Linked DNA regions of Mus musculus: region 1 is linked to region 2. Evidence: chromatin contacts called from public promoter capture Hi-C data. All regions are on one chromosome and are shown on one strand. The core of a region is the stretch at or near the end of the contact, and the rest is flanking DNA. Distances in the headings are between cores, read along the strand shown. Region 1 holds the start of Creb3l4 (cAMP responsive element binding protein 3-like 4). Region 2 holds the start of Ttc24 (tetratricopeptide repeat domain 24).

Evidence for each region. Promoter capture Hi-C pulls out the DNA fragments that hold promoters and counts their contacts.
Region 1: a contact with region 2 is called in a promoter capture Hi-C map of liver, with 4 times the contacts expected there. The contact joins the promoter of Creb3l4 here to the promoter of Ttc24 in region 2. A contact is called at or near these places in 2 of 39 promoter capture datasets (hematopoietic stem and progenitor cells and liver).

The regions. Positions count from the first base shown.
Region 1 is chr3:90,241,140-90,244,669 of GRCm38.p6, reverse strand. It overlaps Creb3l4 (cAMP responsive element binding protein 3-like 4), which reads left to right and starts at 1,527. Exons shown (of 10, transcript NM_001307934.1): 1 at 1,527-1,652; 2 at 1,834-1,948; 3 at 2,225-2,459; 4 at 2,617-2,738. The coding sequence starts at 1,838.
Region 2 is chr3:88,075,495-88,079,555 of GRCm38.p6, reverse strand. It overlaps Ttc24 (tetratricopeptide repeat domain 24), which reads left to right and starts at 1,252. Exons shown (of 10, transcript NM_172526.3): 1 at 1,252-1,286; 2 at 4,039-4,061.

The sequences.
Region 1 (3,530 bases), core at 278-2,777, 2.2 Mb before region 2:
TCAACCAACCCAAACAACAACAGACAAACAAGTTAGGAACACACAGTGATACCTTGCCTCAAAAAAACAAAACTAATGAACAAGCCAGAATAAACAATGAAATCCTGCTTTAAAAAAAAATGAACAAGCAAACAGCTCAAAATTAAAGCCTCATTTTCATCAGCTCTCCTCCAACTCTCCTTTAATATTGTTCCACCATCTGATACTTTCTGACAAGAAGGCAGCTGTAAGTGTGAGGTAAGAAAAATAGAACTTATTGGACACATCACTGAATAGATAATTGGTACTTTTGGGTTTTTTTGTTTGTGGTTTTGTTGTTTTGGTTTTTGGTTTTTTTTTTCAAGACAGGGTTTCTCTGTGTACCCTTGGCTGTCCTGGAACTCACTTTGTAGACCTTGAGGCCAGAGCAGTCTGCCTCTGCCTCTTGAATGCTGGGATTAATTGAAACAGGATCTTATGTAGCCCAGGCTGGCCTTGGCAGCAGAGACACTTCTGGTAAGCCTCTTGGGCATGAAAATTACTGGCATGCACTCCCACACAACCTCTGAAACAGGTTTCAAGCTACACTGATACAGTATCAGCTACTCAGGAGGCCACCCTGAGAAATGAGACCTCCTCACTCCTGTTTCAAAACACAAAACTATACATAAAACTAATAGTTTAAGGAAACAATAAGATTTCAAACCAAAAGTAAATGTTTGGCTAATGTATGGCAGTTTCCCTGTCCTGTGTCCCCCCGCATGGGTTAGCAGGGTCCCCAAAGTGCAGCAATGTGTAACCCGGTTCCTGGATCCACATAGGCCGATTGCACAGGTAGCTGCCAGAAAGTGGAATCCTGGTCCACAGGCTACAGGTCTGCCTAAGTAATAACTTGGGGCCTCAGAACCACGAGGTAAACAAACTCAAACCCAAACAACCTCTGTGCGGTTCCTACCCTCAGCACGGAAGCTTTAGCTCAACTTTCCTACAATATAAGTAGGGGCCTCTGGCTGGAACCCGGAGCCCTGCCAAATTACTTCTGGGATTCTTTTCTGCTGGTCTATTGTTGCTAACCGCGAGGGCGTGAGCCTCGAGATAGTCAGCCATTGGCTAGAAACCCGGTCCTAAGTCTTCAATGCCCAATTAGGATTCACCAGTGGAAGAATGCCTTGTGGCGCAGGGGGCCGGAGCTGGGATGGAGGATGCCTTCAAAATCTTGGTTTCTTTCTCTACCCTGAGATGGGTCTCCCACTTGTAAAGATTGTGGCTTCGAAACAGACACCTGGGAATCCTGTGTACCAGTCACTACTATCTCAACTCTTTGCTGACGAGACATCAAGCCCGCAGCAAGATCTACTAGCACTGAGAAAACTGACAGAAAGGGTGTGGGTACCTATAGTTTTATTTCTGTTTGCACATGGACAGTGTCTTAATATTACTCCCAGATGCAGGTCCCGACAGTGGTTCCTGGCCAGGTGCAACCCAACCCTCTCCCTTCCCCCACCCTTTCCTACCCCAAACTCCACGGACAGCGTAGTGGGCGGGGCCTGATTGGGCAGGACCAGGATACAGATCCTGGTGGAAAGAAAAGGTGTAGTGTTTGGGGCTTCAGCGGGCTAGGCTGGTTTGGCAGAGCAAAGTTCTCCGAACAACAACTAAAGAGAATAAAACAGGTAATACCCAGTGGGGCTATTTTTCTGAACCCAAAGATAAGGCCTGAAGTGTGTTCTCCTCCGAGGGGCTGCCTCATGAGAGCAGAGGAAAAGAGTAACTAACGGAGAAAATGCCGAGGAGCCCGTAGCTTCAGAGGCGAGGGCAGCCACCACCTTCCTTATAACTTTCCCTCCCATGCAGAAACATGGAGCTCGGGTGCCCTGAGTTGCTGGAACCCCCAGAAGATATCTTCTCGACGGGATCCTTCCTGGAGCTGGGATTCAACGGTCCCGCGTCAAAGGTCCCGGTGACCAGGGTACAAGAACAGGGGCTGCAAAGCTGGGAGATGAGTAGGGGCTGTAGCCCAGGCTGTTCAATGGAAGTGGGAGTTAGGTTGAGAGAACTCTGACTAGAAGCCTTAAGTCGTCACAAAGAAAGAGTTCTCATAATAGAGCCCACGAAATAGACGCGTATTGTTACTCTTCCTATGTCCAAGAAGGGATAGCATTGAAGCATTAAGGATCTAAGACTACTGTCAGGTAAGACTGTCAAGGTACTTCTTTGCAGACATGCGTACCCTCTCCTCCTATAGGGCCTTCAGAAGAGTGAACCTGACGATTTCCTGAACCTCTTTATCGATCCCAATATGATACACTGCTCAGAAACATCTCCTGGTAGGGACAGTGGGGTCTCTGAAGATCCTGGCTCCCCTGCCCAACAGGCTTCCAGTTCCCCTGCCCTCTATGAGGTTGTCTATGATTCAGGGACCCTACAGGGAACTCAGCGGGAAGCTGGGCCAACCTTCGGACTCATCTCTATTCAGATAGGTCAGTGTACTTTTTGGAAATAGGGCAACGCCCCTTTCAGGCCCAGCCCTGGTGGTGAGATTAAGGGGAGAAGGTTCCCAAACTGTGCCACTGCCCAGTCCCCGCCCTTACCACAGCCTTCTGACTCCTTTGTCCCAGTCTCTGTATCTTTTTTCAGATCAGTGGACCCCTGCACTTATGGTCCCTGATGCATGCACAGTCAGTGGACTGCCCTCCGATTCGCATAGACATATCCTGCCTAGGGTCAGCACCAGAGCCCCAGCACCTCCTGCAGCCATGGTAAGTCTCGACGCCAACCAGAACTGATGTTCCCCCAGTATACATGCCCTCATATGAGTGGGGGCATGGGGGAAAAGGGAGGAGACACTAATGAGGAACTGGTTTGCCCCACTTTTGGTAGCAGTGGTTTTGAAGGCCAAGGAGAAACAAGCAATTCTAAGAGCCGGAAAGTGTAGGGGCTGGAGAACTATAGGGGATCAGGGTGGTAAGGAATCATTTAAGTCTTAGCAGGTGCGATGAGGGAGCCTGCTGTCAGAGCTCAAGACCCAGTGTGCATTAACATTCAGTCAGAGCTACTTTCTCTGCCTTGCTCAGGAAAGGGAACTGGGACAGGACCCCTGGGAATCCACCTGGCTAATGAGGACAGGGTGATAGCGATAGCGAAGCAGCAGCAGGTGCTTGCACTAGAAGAACTGCCCTGTGGCCAGTGCTGTAGTGGAGTACCCTATCATGTCCCTTTCCAAGATAGGCTAGACATTCCTGCTGTGCAGACCAAGAGAGGCCAGTCTCAGGCCATAGTCCTCTCTCTACCCTGTGTACCTTGTGTCCAAAGGCAGGGAGCAGAGTCCTAGCCAACCTCTAAAACCATGCTTGAAGCTGGGACCAGAAGCCACAGTAGGGGTGTGTATATCAGCACAGGGTCTGTGCTTGTTTTATTTCTAGATGAAGCCCTCTATGCTTCATTCTCATGAGATCTTGGTTAGAGAGATTGGAAGAAACATGCTATCAAAACACTTGGAGGGGAAATTTTTTCCTTTAGGAAAGGAAGTGATTTAGCCAAGAGCCAAAAGC
Region 2 (4,061 bases), core at 3-2,502:
TTGATTGTTGGTGCTGCTTGTATTGTCAGTGATGTGGAAGGAGATTCGAGGACATGGTGGGTGTGGCACTGAAGGGAACTGGATGCTGGTTCAGAATGACAGAGGATCTGGGAGAGAGCCCCTTAGGACCTTGGCTGAGAACACTTTCAGGCCCTCCCACCCCCGCCCCCTATTTTCCTCAAGGAAAGCCTACTGAGTATGGGACCACTCTGTGGCCTACTTGGCCTGGACAGGCTGTGCTAGCACCTCTGAAAGCCAGGCCAGAGCAGAAGCTTCAGCCTGTCTGGAGCTCAGAGATGGCCCTGGGTGCCAGGCCTGCGCAAACGCCTGTGTTGCAACTATGGTCAGTGCATCTACTTCAGGAGTCTGTTTCTGGCAATGGCCCTTCTACTTAAAAAGGCTTTTTCCTAGGCAAATGGGGAAAGGGGCAAATTTCGTTTAGTTGCAGCCACTGGTGGTAGGTTCATGGGTTGGTGAGCTGGTGAGTTAGAGATTCCTGGTGATTGTGGGGCCTCCTGTCCTCTCATTAAACACATCAAACAGAACCTGGAGTTTACAGAGTTTACAGTGCACTCATATACATAAAATAAATAATAATTTAAAAAAAAAAAAGCTTGTAGTCACCCCCTGTAGCAGATGGAGTTCTTTGGTCTGTCATGTCTCTCTCTGAAAGGGAGAGACGGAGCAGGGCTTGGTGGCACAATCTGTGATCCCAGCACTCAGGAAGGAAAGAAGGAAAGAAGATCACCACAAGAACCTACCTTAGAATTAAATTAAATTAAGAAGAGAGGATGGGGGCTCAGTGGTTAAGAGCACTGACTGCTCTTCCAAAGGTCCCGAGTTCAAATCCCAGCAACCACATGGTGGCTTGCAACCATCTGTAATGAGATCTGACACTCTCTTCTGGGGTGTCTGAAGACAGCTACAGTGTACTCACATATAATAAATAAATCTTAAAAAAAAAAAAAAAAGAAGAGAGGATGGGAAAGAACAGATGACTGTCTCATGGTAGTTTGATATATTATTTGAAGGAACTGGAAGGTGTGTCCGCAGGGATGGGGCAGCCAAGCAGGAAGGGAAACAGGTCTTAGGTGACTATGTCTGAGCACCATTAGGGTCCTCCACTAAGATAGGTTACCACAGCTGTCACTCGAAGGATTACCTGGGAGGAAAGGAGAGTGCCAGGTGTCTGGTAACACAGTTCTGCGCTCAAGGCTGCTGGGAAGTAACCTAAGCCAGCAGAACCATTCCAGAAGGCCACTGTGGAGAAAACAGGACAGACAGAGGTAAGAGGTCCTGGAGTGGGGTCCCCAAGACTGTGCAGGGGACAGTCCGGAGCCTCAAGGTGACAGCCTGGAGTGCCTCAAGGTGGGGAGCCTTATGAAGTCGGGATTTTATGTGTTTTCAGAAGCAACTCTTTCTAGTTTTCCCTCCCACCCTCCCTTCCTCCCTCCCACCCTCCCTTCCTCCCTCTCATCCTCTCTCCCTTTTCTCCACCACTAAGCCAAATCCCCAACTCCAGAGAAAATATCTTTGAAAAGCAGAAACCCTTTTGCCCCCTCTCTGTAAAAGAGAAAAAGTGGGGGTTGAGGGGGGGGTCGTTTTTCGGCTTTTTTTTTTTTTTTCAGTTTCCTGGGAAGAGAGGCAGTCCAGGAGAAATGTGCTGATGAGAAGAATCTATCTGAACTTAAGAGTTCTCTGGGGACCAAGGCGGGAACCGACTGGCAGAAAGTAGAGGAGACAATAGGAAGGGCACAGTCAATGCACACAGACGCCTCCTGGACATCAGCCTCTTCCTAACTCAGTGTCTGTTCAGCTTTGAGTGCCCGGGGCTAGTACAGCTCCTGCCACCGCTGGAGGTGGCTGTGCTGAATTCCCGTTGGTTTATAAAGCAGCAGCACGTAGGTCACAAGGCCTTGTGTAAGAGGTGAGGGGAAGCCCTGTGTATCCTGTTTGGGTTTTGTAACCCTGCTGTCCTGGACTCACTATGCAAACCAGACTGGCCTTGAACTCCCAGAGATCTGCCTGTCTTTACATCCTGAGTTGGGATTTTAAAGGTGTGTGACAGCCTTTTGTTTGTCTGTTTTGTTTTGACGGAGATGCTGGCGCTCAGATAAGCTGAGAAGACAGCTCTGAGTACTTTTTGATCTTGCAGAGACCTGAGTTCAGGTCCCAGCACCCACACCGGGCAGCTCGTAACCAAGGATGACCTCAGCTCCATGGGATTCAAAGCCTCTGGTGCACATAACCACATGTGCTCATGTACACACAATTCAAAATAACAAAAATGAGCCCTTTAGATGTTGACTAAAGAGGACCATAATCCCCAGGGAATGACAGATGGGGTGCACAGTTGAGTTCATATAGTGTCACAGAAGTGGACCTTTGAAGATGATTTTAAATTGTGTGTGTGTGTGTGTATATATATATACATATATGTATATATATATATATGTATATAAAACATACATATACATATGTATACACATATACATACATATATATATGTATACATACACATACACACACACACACACATATATATATATGCTTTTCTTATTGCTGGTCTTCCTTTCCCCTGCCCTGAAATAGGGGTTTTCTGTATATCTCTGGTTATCTAGAAGAGCAGGCTGGCCTAGATCTCAGAGGTCTACCTGCCTCTGCCTCCTGAATTCTAGGATTAAAGGTCTGTGCCACCACACCAGGCTTAAGATATTTTATTTTTAAAATGTGTATGTGTATAGGTGTATGTCAGTTCAAGTGCCTGCAGAAGCCACAAGGGTGAGTCACTTCTGTGACTCAAATTTTAAAATTCACTAACCTTTTAAAGAGAGTTTTGTTGTTGTTGTTGCTGTTGTTTTAAGAGTGTGTGTGTGTGTGTGTGTGTGTGTGTGTGTGTGTGTGTGAGTGTGTGTGTTGCCGGGCATGGCAGTGCACGCCTTTGATCCCAGCACTCGGGAGGCAGAGGCAGGTGGATTTCTGAGTTCGAGGCCAGCCTGGTCTACAAAGTGAGTTCCAGGACAGCCAAGACTATACAGAGAAACCCTGTCTTGAAAAACCAAAAAAAAAAAAAGAGAGAGAGAGAGAGAGAGTGTGTGTGTGTGTGTGTGTGTGTGTGTGTGTGTGTGTATGCATGTGTGTGTATGCGTGTGTGTATACCAAAAACTTTGGATTTCCTGGAGTTACAGTTACAGGTAGTTGTGAGCAAGCTGTCTGACCTGGATTCTGGAAACCAAATTCAGGATCTCTGGAAAAAGCAGAGTTAATTAGGCTTAATTACTAAGTCATCTCTCCAGCCCTCTTAAAAAATATTTTTATTTTATGTGTATGGCTGTTTTGCTTGCATGCATGTCCATGCACCGAGTGCATATGATGCCCTCAGAGACAAGGAGGAGTTGGATCTCCTGGAACTGGAATTACAGGTGATTGTCAGTCACCTTGTGGGCGCTGGGATCCAAACCTGAACCCTTTGCTAGAGCAACAAGTACTCTTAACTGCTGAGCCAGTGCTCCGGCCCCAACCCTTTAGTAAACTTTCATTAAAGATCTAATGCCTTCAACTCATTCCCAGGCCAGTGACAGACTGTGATAAACAGAGCATCTGGTGCAGATCAGTGTTGAGTGCTTGCCTTGAAAGTTGGGTTCAATCTCCAATGCTGGGAGTAGACATTAGGGGAAAGACTTAGGGAGGAAGAATCCTGAGAAATTACAGAAGTTTGCAGGACTTTTGATTGGTCTGGTTTTGGTTTTGGTAACATGGGGGATTGGATTCACAGAAGGCAGTGTTCAGAAAGTTACTTGGTCTGAGTCCTGACGAAGAACTTGGGAGAGTTCTAAAGAGAGAAAGTCAAAATGCTGCCCAGTGGGACACAGGAAGCAAGGTAAGAGTTCAGAGGAAAATCCTTGGTCCCTGGAGGCCAGAGGTAGAGCCAAATTTCCCTTAAGGGATCCTATTGGAGAGGTAGAGGGCGAGAACTAAGGCTGACATGCTGACCTCTCTGTTCCTGGCATCAACCCTGGGTCTTCCCCTATCCCTAAGGATAGCCACTGGAAGCTTGAGAC